2 separate regions of the Hordeum vulgare genome follow, and region 2 is linked to region 1. Evidence: chromatin contacts called from public Hi-C data. All regions are on one chromosome and are shown on one strand. The core of a region is the stretch at or near the end of the contact, and the rest is flanking DNA. Distances in the headings are between cores, read along the strand shown.

What was found. Hi-C and Micro-C count contacts between places; a contact is called where the count stands out from the background.
Region 2: a Hi-C map of leaf shows a contact between it and region 1, with 6 times the contacts expected there. The contact joins the promoter of LOC123452367 here to the enhancer-like site in region 1. A contact is called at or near these places in 3 of 6 Hi-C or Micro-C datasets (leaf and seedling) and 1 of 1 datasets of contacts at active chromatin or transcription factors (embryo).

Annotation. Positions count from the first base shown.
Region 1 is chr5H:316,580,369-316,587,471 of MorexV3_pseudomolecules_assembly, forward strand. No RefSeq gene overlaps it. Among protein-coding and RNA genes, the nearest start is that of LOC123395088, 470 kb to the left of the region's middle. Within about 2 kb of position 3,698, at least 3 of the 3 cell types and tissues checked have open chromatin away from gene starts, as enhancers often do. A contact at or near this core is called in leaf and seedling, where this site is marked.
Region 2 is chr5H:317,317,705-317,324,807 of MorexV3_pseudomolecules_assembly, forward strand. LOC123452367 (zinc finger CCCH domain-containing protein 23-like) reads left to right here and starts at 4,193. Exons shown (of 9, transcript XM_045129019.1): 1 at 4,193-4,962; 2 at 5,042-5,233; 3 at 5,356-5,535; 4 at 5,686-5,786; 5 at 5,880-6,122; 6 at 6,279-6,477; 7 at 6,932-7,103. The coding sequence starts at 4,331.

The DNA of each region.
Region 1 (7,103 bases), core at 2,448-4,947:
GTGAAGTTAATGGGCTGGCGTCCACGTCGGAGGGGTTTGTGCGTCGGCTGGCTAAATGGGCAAATCCTATTTGAAGCTGCAGGCGCTGGTTAAAGTGCATTTTTCTTAACGGACGCCTGCAGCGCTCGGTCATGGGCCGCCCAGGTGTTTTTACGTAAAAACAAAAGAGCGCTAGTGATATTCGAACCAGCGATCTCTCAGAGATATTCTAGTGTTGCAACCACTCCGCCACCAAACGGTATGTGATGAAAATGAACCTTTTAGTTTCTTTATTCTTTATTGTCCCTTTTTATTATTATTGTTAGTCGTTTTCCTTTTTTCCTTTTCATGCTGGTTCATTGATTTTTTTTTTGGAAATATGTAAATTTACTTACAAATCGATTATTTTAGGAAATTTGTTGGAATCTTTTTTAATTGGTGAACTTTTTTTCAAATCGATGAACTTTTTTTCGAAAATGGTGGACATTTCTTAAAATCCGTGAACATGATTTAAAATTTGTGAACGTTTTTATAAATCGATGAACTCTTTTTGAAAATCGGTGAACATATTTTAAAATTCGCGAACTTTTTCCAAAATCGATTAACTATTTTTTAAAATTGATGACTGTTTTTTTCGAAATCGGTGATCTTCTTTTGAAAATCGGTGAACATATTTTCAAATTCGTGAACTTTTTTGGAAATCAATAAACAATTTCTAAAATATTACGATTTTTTTTCTGAAATCGTTGAACTTCTTTTGAAATTCGGTGGACATATATTTAAAATTCATGATTTTTTTCTAAATTCAATGAACTATTTTTAAAACTTTTTTTAAAAATCTGTGAACATATTTGAAGATTCGTGAACTTTTTGACAAATATTGAACTATTTTAAAAAATTTATGAATCGTTTTACCAAATTCAATGATTTTTTCGAATTCTGTAAACTTTTTGAAAATCCATGTACATATTCTAAAAAACTGTGATTTTTTTTGCATAATCATTGAACTTTTTTCAAATCTGATTCAGTGCTTTTTAATTCAATAAAATTTAATGTATGTTTTGTAATTAACGTTTTAAGAAATCAATGAAATTTTTTAGGACCTGCAGCAGGGCGTCAGGAGATGTTTTATGGGTCGGCCCAAGGGGGGCGCTGCAGGCGCCAGAAGCAGGAACCTGCGCCTGCAGCGCCGTATAGGAGCTCCCGGCTAAATAGCCTACTTAAGGGGCAAACCATATTTAACGTTGTAGGAGTCGGTTTTTCCCTTTATTGCAAACCGACGCCTGCATCCATGCTTGTTGGGCTTGGCCCAATTACATATTTTCATGTGTTTCAAAACCCCAAAAAATTAGAGAAAGAAAGTGCGTGCATCAGCGATCGAATTGACGACATCTTTCTTCTAAACTAACTGAACTAACCACTACACGAACATCACCTCAGGTACTTTCTTACTTCCTTTTCTCATTTTATACGTAGACAAAATGTCTGATGTGTTTCCTACATTTTTTTTTCTTTTTTTTCATTGTTTATTTTTTATTTAATGCGTGAAATGTTTCGCAATGGACGATATTCTTTCCCAATTTTTGAATTTTTTCTTTAAAATGATGAACTTTTAAAAACTTAGATGAATGTTTTTTCAATTGGAAGATTTTTTTCAAATTCGATGAACTTATTTCAAATTGAATGAATTTTTCCAAAAATTTGATGAACTTTTTCAATATAGATGAACTTATTTGAAATTCAATCAACTTTTTTAGAAATTTGATGAACTTTTTTCAATATAGATGAACTTATTTCAAACTTGATGAACTTTTTAAAAAATTCCTGAACTTTTCTGAAGATTGATGGACCTATTTTCAATATTGATGAACTTTTTTTCAAAGCAGATGAACTTTTCTTTCAAATTGGTGAACTTTTTTAAAAGTCGTTTAGATTTATTAAAATACGTGAACCTTTTTGAAAATTAGAAGAATTGGTTTTCAAATTCGATGAACTCTTTTTCAAATTAGTGAACTTTTCTTCAAAGTCGATGATCTTTTTTTTCAAATTGGTGAACTTTTTTTAAAAGTCGATGAACTTTACACAAATATGTGAACCTTTTTGAAAAATCGATGAACTATTTTTTGAATTCGATGATCTTTTTTCGAAGTCGATGAGCTTTTTGTCAAAATCGGTGAACGCTTTTCTAAATCGATGAACGTTTGAAGAACTTTTTCAGATTCGATGAACCTTTTTTCAAATTCAATGAATTGTTTTCAAATTCACAAACCTTTTCCATTTTTACTAATTCTCTTAATTGGTACTGACCTTTTTCAAAATTTTGGTTTCTTTCGATTCCTGGTTTTTGTGAATGCTTTTTCAAATGTATGTTTTCATAATTTATAGTTGGTATATAATATTATTAGGGGGCTGCTACCAATCCACCGGTGGATATTTACTAAAAATCCATCACCTCCACAGTCGTTCGATCTCGCCCATAGCCGTCCGATCCGCTCCTGATTTAATTCCTGAAACGACGTTCGAGTTGCAGAAACAATCACTTTGTTGCAAAAAATAAACTTTGGATCAATTAAATCTTGAAACAACGGTCGAGTTTCAGAAACAATTGCTTGTTTCATGAAAAAAATTGTTCGTCTTTCTGCAAACTTAGGTGCTGTTGCGGAAGAATTTTTTGCAACAAAGGTCATGTTTCAGGAATTTTTTGCAGCGGGCAGGGATGGGGCCGCGCTACGGCGGTGCGGGGCGACGGGCGGCGAGGCGTCTAGCCCCCTGGTTGCGGGAGCTTGCCGGCGTGGCCGAGGGGCTACGGCGGAGCCGAGAGCGGGCTGGGACGCCGCAGCACTCCGGCGGTGTGGGCGACGGGCGGCTGGCCCTGGCCGCGTGAGGCGAGGCAGCTGCCCCGTGGTCGCGGGAGCTCGCCGACGGGGCCGGGAGCAGGGCGGGGAAGGCCATGGCAACGGCGGCAGCTCCGGCGAGGCTGAGCAGGCCCGCAGCGGCGAGGTCGTCGGGGCCGCAGCAGGCCAACGGCGGAGGGGCGACGGGACCGCAGCAGGCCGGCGGCGAGGTCGTCGGGGCCGCAGCAGGACGACGACGGAGGGGCGACGGGGCCGCAGCAGGCCGGCGGCGGCAAGGTCGTCGGGGCCGAGGCGGAGGCGAAGGCACGTACCAGGCAGCTTTGTGAAACACCTGCCCAGTTTCTGAAACACCGATCCAGTTTCGAGATTTAACGGACGAGCAGGGCGACGGATGGATTGGGCGGATCGGCTGGTGAAAGATAATTTTTTCCCATCAAATAAAGATGTTTCTAGCTGTTTTATACCTGTAAAATATAGAGACCTTGATTAGTCGTTTTGTTTCTCAACTGGAATTCAGATACGACCGGTGAGATACACGTGTAAAAAAATACATGTGTATACGAACGGTTACCACATCGCCTTGGGGGAGCGCGGCTGAGAGACGCGAGGTGTGCGTGTGGGTCTCGCACACCGTAGCAACTTCATCCAGTTAGCCACAGGACAAAAGTATACCTGCGTGTCTGAAGAAAACGAACACAGTAAACAGATGTCAAAATCAGCAGATCACAATCACCGAACCTTCTTTATATCATGGCAAACATAAACATCGCTGACAAGAATCAAACAGATAACCGGTGCACAATTACTCCAGCAGATTTTATGCACGCTGACAGCGATAGTAGGACCGGAGATACCCTGGCCTCCCAACCCCAATGATTAGACAGGCACTGCTAGCAAACAGGAGCAACGGACACCTTAATCATACCCTAAGATGATACATTAGCTCCACTTAGCATTATTAATTTTGTTGCAGGTCACATCATGCTTACCTGAATCGGAGTTGTAATGTCAGGAGAAGGCACCAACTACCACTGATTGATTAGCATTCATACAAAGATTGCATGGGCATGTCTCAGCTTTAGCTCGTGGGTTAACTAATTAGCAACTGGATGGTGGTCAAGGGGTGTTTCTTTTCAGAGATTTTTTGGTGTAGGGACTAAAAAAAGTCCCTTTTAGTCCCAAGTGAAAGAAACAGGAGGGACTTTTAGGGACTAAAAGGGGGTATTTGGGACTAAAGGAAAAAGTCTCTATGGGAGGGACTTTTTGGGACTTTTTGACACTTTTTCCAACAGTGCCCCTACTTTTAACATGTCATTTAATAACTTATAATACATTACTAGGGGTAACATGGTCTTTTTGCATGTCATTTAATGACTTCTAGTCCATGTTTAGTCCTTGGAAAGAAACAGGTAGGGACTAGAGACTTTTTAGTTGGGACTAAAAAAAGTCCTAAGACTTTTTAAAGAAACAGGGCCTAAGAGCATCTCTACCTGCACCCCCAAGAGGCCCCATGACGTGTTTTTTTTTTCGCCGGCGTCCAAAAATCGTCATAGTCGCGTTTTCAGGACACCAATTTTCATCGGTTGGGCTCATTTTTAGGCCCGACGATCTCAGGCCGAACCCAGCGTGCTGGGGGCGCTTGGGGGCTTCGACGCAAAGGAAAACGACGGGTGGGCTGGTACTGTCACGCGAAAAACGGTTTTTCATCTCGAGATCAGCCCCCCGCGCGCACTACACCTTTTGCCGTCGTGTCGATCCCGACGCCACCCACCTACCTACCGCCACTACAAAAACCATCTCCCCGGCGAGAAAGGGAGGGTTCGCCGCGGCTTCGCCTCCCTGCTTCTTGGTGAGTTTTTCCGACGCTCTGGCCACGCATGCTGCTGCACGTCTGCCACGCCCGCCAGGTGTTCGGCAATTTGTCTCGGCAATGGACTCCAACGACGAGGAGCGTTCACGGCTCTACTGGAGGAGGAAGCCGATGCCGACGCCCAGGACGAAGAGCACCTCATGGTCCTCGCCTCTTTGGCTGGCCTGTTCGCGAGCAACGCAAAACCGTGGCGAGGTGGCACGACGCTGGGCCGGCTGAAGGCAAAGTAGAGGCATCGACTGGAAGGTTATTGCTTGCTCTACACCGACTACTTCGCCAACGCTCCTGTGCACGGCGATAAAGTATTTCAGTGCCGTTATCGGATGAGCTGAAAGCTCTTCCTCAGGATTGTGAATTCCATGATGGAGTTCGGCAGCTACTTCAAGTACAAAAAGGATCGCACTAGCACACTTGAATTCACCTCACTCCAGAAGTGCACGACAGCTATGAGGATGCTTGGATACGGAGGTCCCGGTGATATTTTAGAAGACTATGGACGGATGTCCGAGTCCACCACGATTGAGTGTTTGTACAAGTTTTGCAGGGGAGTGATGGTAGTGTTTTGCAGAGGATTTCCTGGGATGCTTGGAAGTATCGACTGCATGCATTGGAAATGGAAAAACTATCCATTTGCTTGACATGAGATGTACAAAGGCGCCAAAGGAGGTTGTAGTGTGGTACTTGAGGCAGTGACCACACATGACCTATAGATTTGGTACTCCTTCTTTGGTATGCGAGGAACTCATAATGACGTCAACGTACTACAATGCTTGAATGTCTTTGTCAAGCTTGTTGAAGGTCATGCTCCTCTGGTTAACTACAAGGTCAATAGGCACCACCACAACAAGGGATACTACCTAGCACATGGTATATATCCGAGATGGTCCAGATTTGTGGAGACTATCTCAAACCCTGCGCCAGGAGGCAAGAACTCCTACTTTGCCAAGCGTCAAGAAGCTTGCAGGAAGGATGTCGAGCGGGCATTTGGTGTGCTTCAACCTCGATTTCCTGTTGTCCGGTACCCCGCCCAGACCTGGTCGAAAGATCAAATGTGGGAAGTCATGAATTGCTGTGTCATCTTGCACAACATGATCATTGAGAGCGAGCAGGAAGAGCTAGTGTTTGACACCGAACCATATTACAGGCAGGGTCCTCTTGCCCAAGTTGATCACGAACTACCGGCAACCTGGACTGCATTTGTGACAGCCCGATGCCGACGTTCCAGAAGATTCCCCTTTCTTTACGTTTTCGTCGTGTGGGTATTTTCATTTGTCGCATCATCATCGCATCATGTGCATCATCAGCATTGCATCGGCATCCCGTTGCCGCTAGTTTTCGAAACTTGCATCCGTTGTTAGTTGCCGATTCGTGTCGTTGTCCGTTCTGAGCCCGTCCGCACATGCACGCGCCCGCGGCATCATCGTAACCCTGTTTTAAAAGTGTGTTGAAAACTTTCTCTGATCGAGGTGAAACTTGGCACGCGGTCGTGATTAGATATAGCTAGACCGCCTGTCGAATTTCGTCGCGATCGGAGTCCGTCTGGTACCCGAACGGTCGACCGTAGCGGCATCGTACTCGGTCTACCGTCGGACGTTTGTCGGAGTTTTAAAATTTGTTGCCGCGCCGCCCGTTTTCACTCTCGTCTCCGGTATACCACCCTACACGGCCACTTACCCGTTCCCGCGTTCGGAATCGTCCGAATCCGACCGCACGGTTGGATCCGGAACGAAATTCCGCTAAACCTAGCCCCCCTTTCCTAATTTAAACAGACCTCCCCTTCCATTTTTCAACCTCTCCCTAACCCTGCCTCAAAATCCGTGCCCCCCATCAAACCCTAGCAACGCCCCTCTCTCCTCTCAGATCTGATCTACCCTCTCCACGATCTCGACCGTCAGATCGGAGATCCAACGGCCGAGATCCCTCCTGCCTCCTCCCTCAGATCTCCCCGTATATCCTCTCCCCCATGCCCGAGCTCCCGAGCTCGCCGGCCCGCAGCTGGCCTCGCCCCGCTGCTCCCGAGCGCGCCGCACCCTATGCCCACCGCCACCGGCCAGCAGCCGCCGCTGCCGGAGCGCGCCCCGCCGTTGTGGCCTACATCACCAGCGCCACCGCCAGCCGCCGCCTCCCTGACCCCGATCTGAACCGATGCCGCGTCGCCCTCTACTGCAACGCCGGGATCCGGCCTCCCCTCGCCCCCGTCGCCGGCCGGATCCGGGTCGGAGGGCCCCGTCTCTGGCCTCCCTTGCCGCCAGGGAAGGCTGCCGCCACCGCAAGTCTGGTGCCTCGTGCAGAGGCACGAGGAGGACGAAGCCACGCTCGCTGTCCCGTTGACCAAGCCATCGACACCACGTCGGCCGCCCCAGCTCGCAGGTGGGCCGCAACTCGCCTCCAGTAGGCCT
Region 2 (7,103 bases), core at 2,943-5,442, 740 kb after region 1:
TTCCGAGGCCATGTCTGCACATGCTAGGCTCGTCAAGCTTAACCCGAGTGTTCTGCGTGTGCAACTGTTTTGCACCCGTTGTATGTGAACGTTGAGTCTATCACACCCGATCATCACGTGGTGTCTCGAAACGAAGAACTGTTGCAACGGTGCACAGTCGGGGAGAACACAATTTCGTCTTGAAATTTTAGTGAGAGATCACCTCATAATGCTACCGTCGTTCTAAGCAAGATAAGGTGCAAAAAGGATTAACATCACATGCAATTCATAAGTGACATGATATGGCCATCATCACGTGCTTCTTGATCTCTATCACCAAAGCACCGGCACGATCTTCTTGTCACCGGCGTCACACCATGATCTCCATCATCATGATCTCCATCAACGTGTCGCCATTGGGGTTGTCGTGCTACTCATGCTATTACTACTAAAGCTACATCCTAGCAAAATAGTAAACGCATCTGCAAGCACAAACGTTAGTTATAAAGACAACCCTATGGCTCCTGCCGGTTGCCGTACCATCGACGTGCAAGTCGATATTATCTATTACAACATGATCATCTCATACATCCAATATATCACATCACATCGTTGGCCATATCACATCACAAGCATACCCTGCAAAAACAAGTTAGACGTCCTCTAATTTTGTTGTTGCATGTTTTACGTGGTGACCATGGGTATCTAGTAGGATCGCATCTTACTTACGCAAACACCACAACGGAGATATATGAGTTGCTATTTAACCTCATCCAAGGACCTCCTCGGTCAAATCCGATTCAACTAAAGTTGGAGAAACTGACACCCGCCAGTCATCTTTGAGCAACGGAGTTACTCGTAGCGATGAAACCAGTCTCTCGTAAGCGTACGAGTAATGTCGGTCCGAGCCGCTTCGATCCAACAATGCCACGGAATCAAGAAAAGACTAAGGAGGGCAGAAAAACGCACATCACCGCCCACAAAAACTTTTGTGTTCTACTCGAGAAGACATCCACGCATGAACCTGGCTCTGATACCACTGTTGGGGAACGTCGCATGGGAAAAAAAAATTCCTACGCGCACGAAGACCTATCATGCTGATGTCCATCTACGAGAGGGGATGCGTGATCTACGTACCCTTGTAGACCGTACAGCAGAAGCGTTAGTGAACGCGGTTGATGTAGTGGAACGTCCTCACGTCCCTCGATCCGCCCCGCGAACTATCCCGCGATCAGTCCCACGATCTAGTGCCGAACGGATGGCACCTCCGCGTTCAGCACACGTACAGCTCGACGATGATCTCGGCCTTCTTGATCCAGCAAGAGAGACGGAGAGGTAGAAGAGTTCTCCGGCAGCGTGACGGCGCTCCGGAGGTTGGTGATGATCTCGTCTCAGCAGGGCTCCGCCCGAGCTCCGCAGAAACGCGATCTAGAGGTAAAACCGTGGAGATATGTGGTCGGGCTGCCGTGGCAAAAGTTGTCTCAAATCAGCCCTAAAACCCCACTATATATAGGAGGAGGAGGGGGGAGACTTGCCTTGGGGTCCAAGGACTCCCAAGGGAGTCGGCCGAGCCAAGGGGGAAGGTCTCCCCCTCCCAAACCGAAATCTACTTGGTTTGGAAGGTGGAGTCCTTCTTCCCTTTCCCACCTCCTTTTTTTTCTCTTTGATTTTCCTTCCATTGCGCATAGGGCTCTTTTGGGCTGTCCCACCAGCCCACTAAGGGCTGGTGCGGCACCCCCAACACCTATGGGCTTCCCCGGGGTGGGTGCCCCCCCGGTGAACTCCCGGAACCCATTCGTCATTCCCGGTACATTCTCGGTAACTCCGAAAACCTTCCGGTAATCAAATGAGGTCATCCTATATATCAATCTTCGTTTCCGGACCATTCCGGAAACCCTCGTGACGTCCGTAATCTCATCCAGGACTCCGAACAATATTCAGTAACCAACCATATAACTCAAATACGCATAAAACAGCGTCGAACCTTAAGTGTGCAGACCCTGCGGGTTCGAGAACTATGTAGACATGACCCGAGAGACTCCTCGGTCAATATCCAATAGCGGGACCTGGATGCCCATATTGGATCCTACATATTCTACGAAGATCTTATCGTTTGAACCTCAGTGCCAAGGATTCATATAATCCCGTATGTCATTCCCTTTGTCCTTCGGTATGTTACTTGCCCGAGATTCGATCGTCAGTATCCGCATACCTATTTCAATCTCGTTTACCGGCAAGTCTCTTTACTTGTTCCGTAATACAAGATCCCGCAACTTACACTAAGTCACATTGCTTGCAAGGCTTGTGTGTGATGTTGTATTACCGAGTGGGCCCCGAGATACCTCTCCGTCACACGGAGTGACAAATCCCAGTCTCGATCCATACTAACTCAACGAACACCTTCGGAGATACCTGTAGAGCATCTTTATAGTCACCCAGTTACGTTGCGACGTTTGATACACACAAAGCATTCCTCCGGTGTCCGTAAGTTATATGATCTCATGGTCATAGGAACAAATACTTGACACGCAAAAAACAGTAGCAACAAAATGACACGATCAACATGCTACGTCTATTAGTTTGGGTCTAGTCCATCACATGATTCTCCTAATGATGTGATCCCGTTATCAAGTGACAACACTTTCCTATGGCCAGGAAACCTTGACCATCTTTGATCAACGAGCTAGTCAACTAGTGGCTTACTAGGGACAGTGTTTTGTCTATGTATCCACACAAGTATTGTGTTTCCAATCAATACAATTATAGCATGGATAATAAACGATTATCATGAACCAAGAAATATAATAATAACTAATTTATTATTGCCTCTAGGGCATATTTCCAAGAGTAATATGAGCCCAAGCTAGATGCTTGGGTGGGCCAAGACATGTGTTGGACCACACACAACTTCACCACTCCGAGACACTACAATTGAAAGGATACAAGAGGTTCCAATACTAAGGACACTCTCAATCGAGGAGCACCATTTGTTACCACTTGTGCTTCAGAATTCACGAATCGCTCTATGCTCAATTTTATGAAAGGCATTTCAAAATATAATTTGGGATCATAAGTTCTTTATTTGACTTATGGCAGTAATACATGTGCTCAAAGCTTGTGACACACATTTTATATTGTTCTAGTTTTGATAAAAATCATATTGATTCATGTGGATCAACTTTAGAAATCCATTGCAAGCAATTTGGTGAGATGTTGGACAAACCAATTAAGCAAGGTAAGGTGAGAGGTGAGTGTGAACTAGTTGTGTTGTTGTTTATGGCGAAGCCTTAATATTACACGCTATTAATTCATAAACATCATAGTATAATCGATCTGCACCAGCTCATACTCGTATTTACATCGAAGCACATTCGCTGCACCAGTCAAAATGTAACCGTCGAACACTAGCTCACACTGATATTTACTGTGAAACACATTCACTCCACCAGTTAGAGTATAACCTTCGCACACTAGCTGGCACTGATGTTCACCATGAAGCATATTCGGTGCACCAGCCAAAGTATAACCTTCCCACACTAGCTCGCACTCGTATTTACCGTGAAGCACATTCACTGCACGAGTCAAAGTGTAACTGTCGCACATTAGCTGTCACTGCTGTCAAGCGCCATTGCTGCACCGTGTTAACGTATAAAAGACAACGTATGACAGAGGCGCACCAGTCATCGTATTTACACCATCCATAAATTACGTGTCCGTATTAATGTATGAAACGACACTGTAAACATGACGTACCAGCTGTCACTGCCATTTACGATGAAGTACAACCATTGCGATGAATTAACATATAAACACCTAACACCGTGCACAATCATGTTCATACGGAGAACTATCGCGATTTCGATGCATCACTAAAAGCCGTCCCACTACTAACATTTGGTTGGAAGACGATCCATAAAATAATTCAAATATCCATCTAAACAATAATATAAATAAATCAAACATGGCTATAAGATTGGAATGACCAAACCAACAAGTCCAATTTCGAAACATGATAAATTTTGCCTGGATCCAGGTGTTGACCACAGCACACCCTTGGCGCACAAGCAAAACCGTGGTCATTTCTAAAAGAACGAGGCACGAAAAAACCCAAGCCCAAAATTTGAAAGAGGGGAACCGAAAAGAGGGGAAAGGAGACAAAACAGCCAACTTTCCCTCTCCCCAAGACCACGCCCCAACCGCGCTATTTAATTCACCGTGCAACTTACACCTTCCCTTCAGAGGCCCCTCCTCCGCTCCCCTCTTCCTCCTCTGTAACTTCATCTTTCACCTTCCCCATCTCTCCTCTCCCCATCAAAACCGCACCGGGAGGAGCGAAAGCGGGGTGCCATCCATGGACGCCTACGAGGCCACCAAGGTGGTGTTTGCGCGGGTGCAGGCGCTGCACCCGGACCTCGCCTCCAAGATCATGGGCATGCTCCTCATCCAGGACAAGAGCGAGGAGGACATGATCCGCCTCGCCTTCGGCCCCGAGCACCTGCTCCAGGGCGTCGTCGCCAGGGCACGCGCCGACCTCGCCGCGGCCGCCCACCACAACAAGCCCTCCCCGCCCGCGGCGTCGTGGGGCGCCGGGCTGTCAGCGGAGGACGCACCGTTCCCTGGCGTCGACCACGCGAGGTACGAAGGCGTCGGCGGGGAAGGGTTTTACGCGCCGGAGGAGTACGGGTGCTGGTCCCCGGCGAGCGGCGGACAGCACCGCCGGAGCTTCTCGCTGAGCGACGCCGAGGCGGCGGCGGGCGGGTGGAAGCCGTGCATGTACTACGCGCGCGGCTTCTGCAAGAACGGCTCCTCCTGCCGGTTTGTCCACGGCTTGCCTGACCACGTCACCGAGCAGGACATGGATGTCTGGACGGCGGCCACGCGGTCGGAGCTCATGCCATCCCCCTTCCCCTTCTTGCCGTCGCCCAGAGGCCTCAACTTCCTGCTCCAGCAACAGCAGCAGCAGCAGCAGAGCGACTCCCAGAGGTGACACGATTACCGATTTACCCCCAAAGATTGCATTTTTGGTTGCTCTCTCCAGTGCTAATCTTGCTTGCTATTCCAGGGCGGCGGCGGCGGCGGCCATGCTTCTTGGCGGTGGCGGTGGCGGCGGCGACGACATGCACAAGTTCTCCGTGCGGTCGCCTCGGATGGACCGCGGCGGCGACCTCGCCTCCAACCCCGCCGCGCGGCAGATCTACCTGACATTCCCGGCCGACTCCACCTTCAGCGAGGAGGACGTATCCTCCTACTTCAGGTACCGTTCCAAGCGCGCCGCCGCCGCCATGGCTGCTCTCCTCCTTGACCCGTTCAATCAAGCAGCAAACGTTTTGCAGTCTTTCTTTCCTAACAATTAGAACGGATCCATCCATGGAGCAGTTACTACGGGCCGGTGCAGGACGTGCGCATCCCGTACCAGCAGAAGCGCATGTTCGGCTTCGTGACGTTCGTGTACGCGGAGACGGTGAGGCTCATCCTCGCCAAGGGGAACCCGCATTTCGTCTGCGACGCCCGCGTCCTCGTCAAGCCCTACAAGGAAAAGGGCAAGGTCCCCGACAGGTTCAGGCGCGTTCCGCCATCGCCGCCTTACATTTCCTTTTCCACTTTCCTCGTATAATATCTTGCTAGTTCGATTCAGTTAATAATGGCAGGTTTTCGGAGAAAGAAACACATTTTTCTGACCTTGATTTATTGCTGTATGAATTGCAGGAAGTTCCAGGCTCCGCAGCATGGCGACTTCGCCGGGTGCACGACGCCCACCGGTCTGCTCGATTCCAGGGACCCCTTCGACCTTCAGTCACCGCAGATCGGTGAGCGATAGAACCACGCTGCTCTGCGCATGCATTCTTGCTGCATTCCCGTTGCCGATCACAAATTCAATGGTGCTGCGGTTGATTTGTTAGGGCCGAGGATGATGTTCGGCAACACTGGCAGCCATGAGGCGTTTCTGCGGAGGAAGCTGGAGGAGCAGCAGCAGGCGGCGGAGCTGCAGCAGGCCATCGACCTGCAGAGCCGCCGCTTCATGGGGCTGCAGTTTCTCGACCTCAAGAGGGGTCACCACCATCTCGGCTCCCCCGTGGCTCTCCGGCAGACCGATGGCATCGGCAACGGCAATGCCGTTCATCTGGAGGATGCTGCAATCCAAGGTTTTGCTTACCTCCTGATCTTGACATGTTATCCTCTTCCCATGGCATGCCAGGAGAGGTTGCTCTTTGATCAATGGTTGTTTTATTTTTACTTGGAAAGAAATACTTACCATTGATCAATGGTTGTGACTTTACTGTGGCTTGTGGTTGTGGTAGATCACAAGATGAGCAGTGCCATGATGATGGCGTCTGCTCCTGCTGCTATTTGTGCCACCATTGCCACAGAAGGCAGGCAGGAAGAGGAGAGCGACGGGAATGCCAACCAAGGAGTCAACTCCGGGGAAGACGAGAAGAGGGAATCTGGTCCTCCTGGAGCAGCAGCGGCAGCGGCCAGTGCTAATGGATTCCAAGAAAGGTAGGATTTGTAGCAAACAATTACCAAATGGAGGTGTTCTCTTTTGGGGGAAAGGAAATAAAGGGCGGGCACACATAGGAGAAAGTAAACAAAGCAAGCTTGTTGGTTCTTGCTTTTGCTTGCTTGCTTGATTGCTTTTCTTTTCTTTATCTTATGTACAAGTAGTATATATTATTCTGATTGACCAACAAATGAGCCCCTAAAAGCTATTGCAAAAGGAGGTCAGGGTATATATAGACTGTCAACAGCAAGTGCTGATCATAGGTTGCCCCTGATTGGTGCTTAACAAAGGGCAAAAGAAATGCAAAGGCAAAGGGTGGGGCAATAAAAGATGAAAGAAACTTGAGGAATGATTTCAACTAATGGTTATTTTTAATGCTGTTCTTATTGTATTTCCAGGATGTATTGTTATACTCTGCCCTTAATTATTGTTATTGTTTGATCTGAACTGCAGCGGCGTGGAGGAGCACAACCTTCCTGATAGCCCCTTTGCGTCTCCCACAAAGACAAAAGATGCTGCTACTTCTTCTGCAGAACCAGCCCTCGCTGGTAGCATCATCAGCAACAACAGCAGCTCTCATCTGGTGGCTTCATCTCTGTTCCCTCCTACACCAACTGCCCTTGAG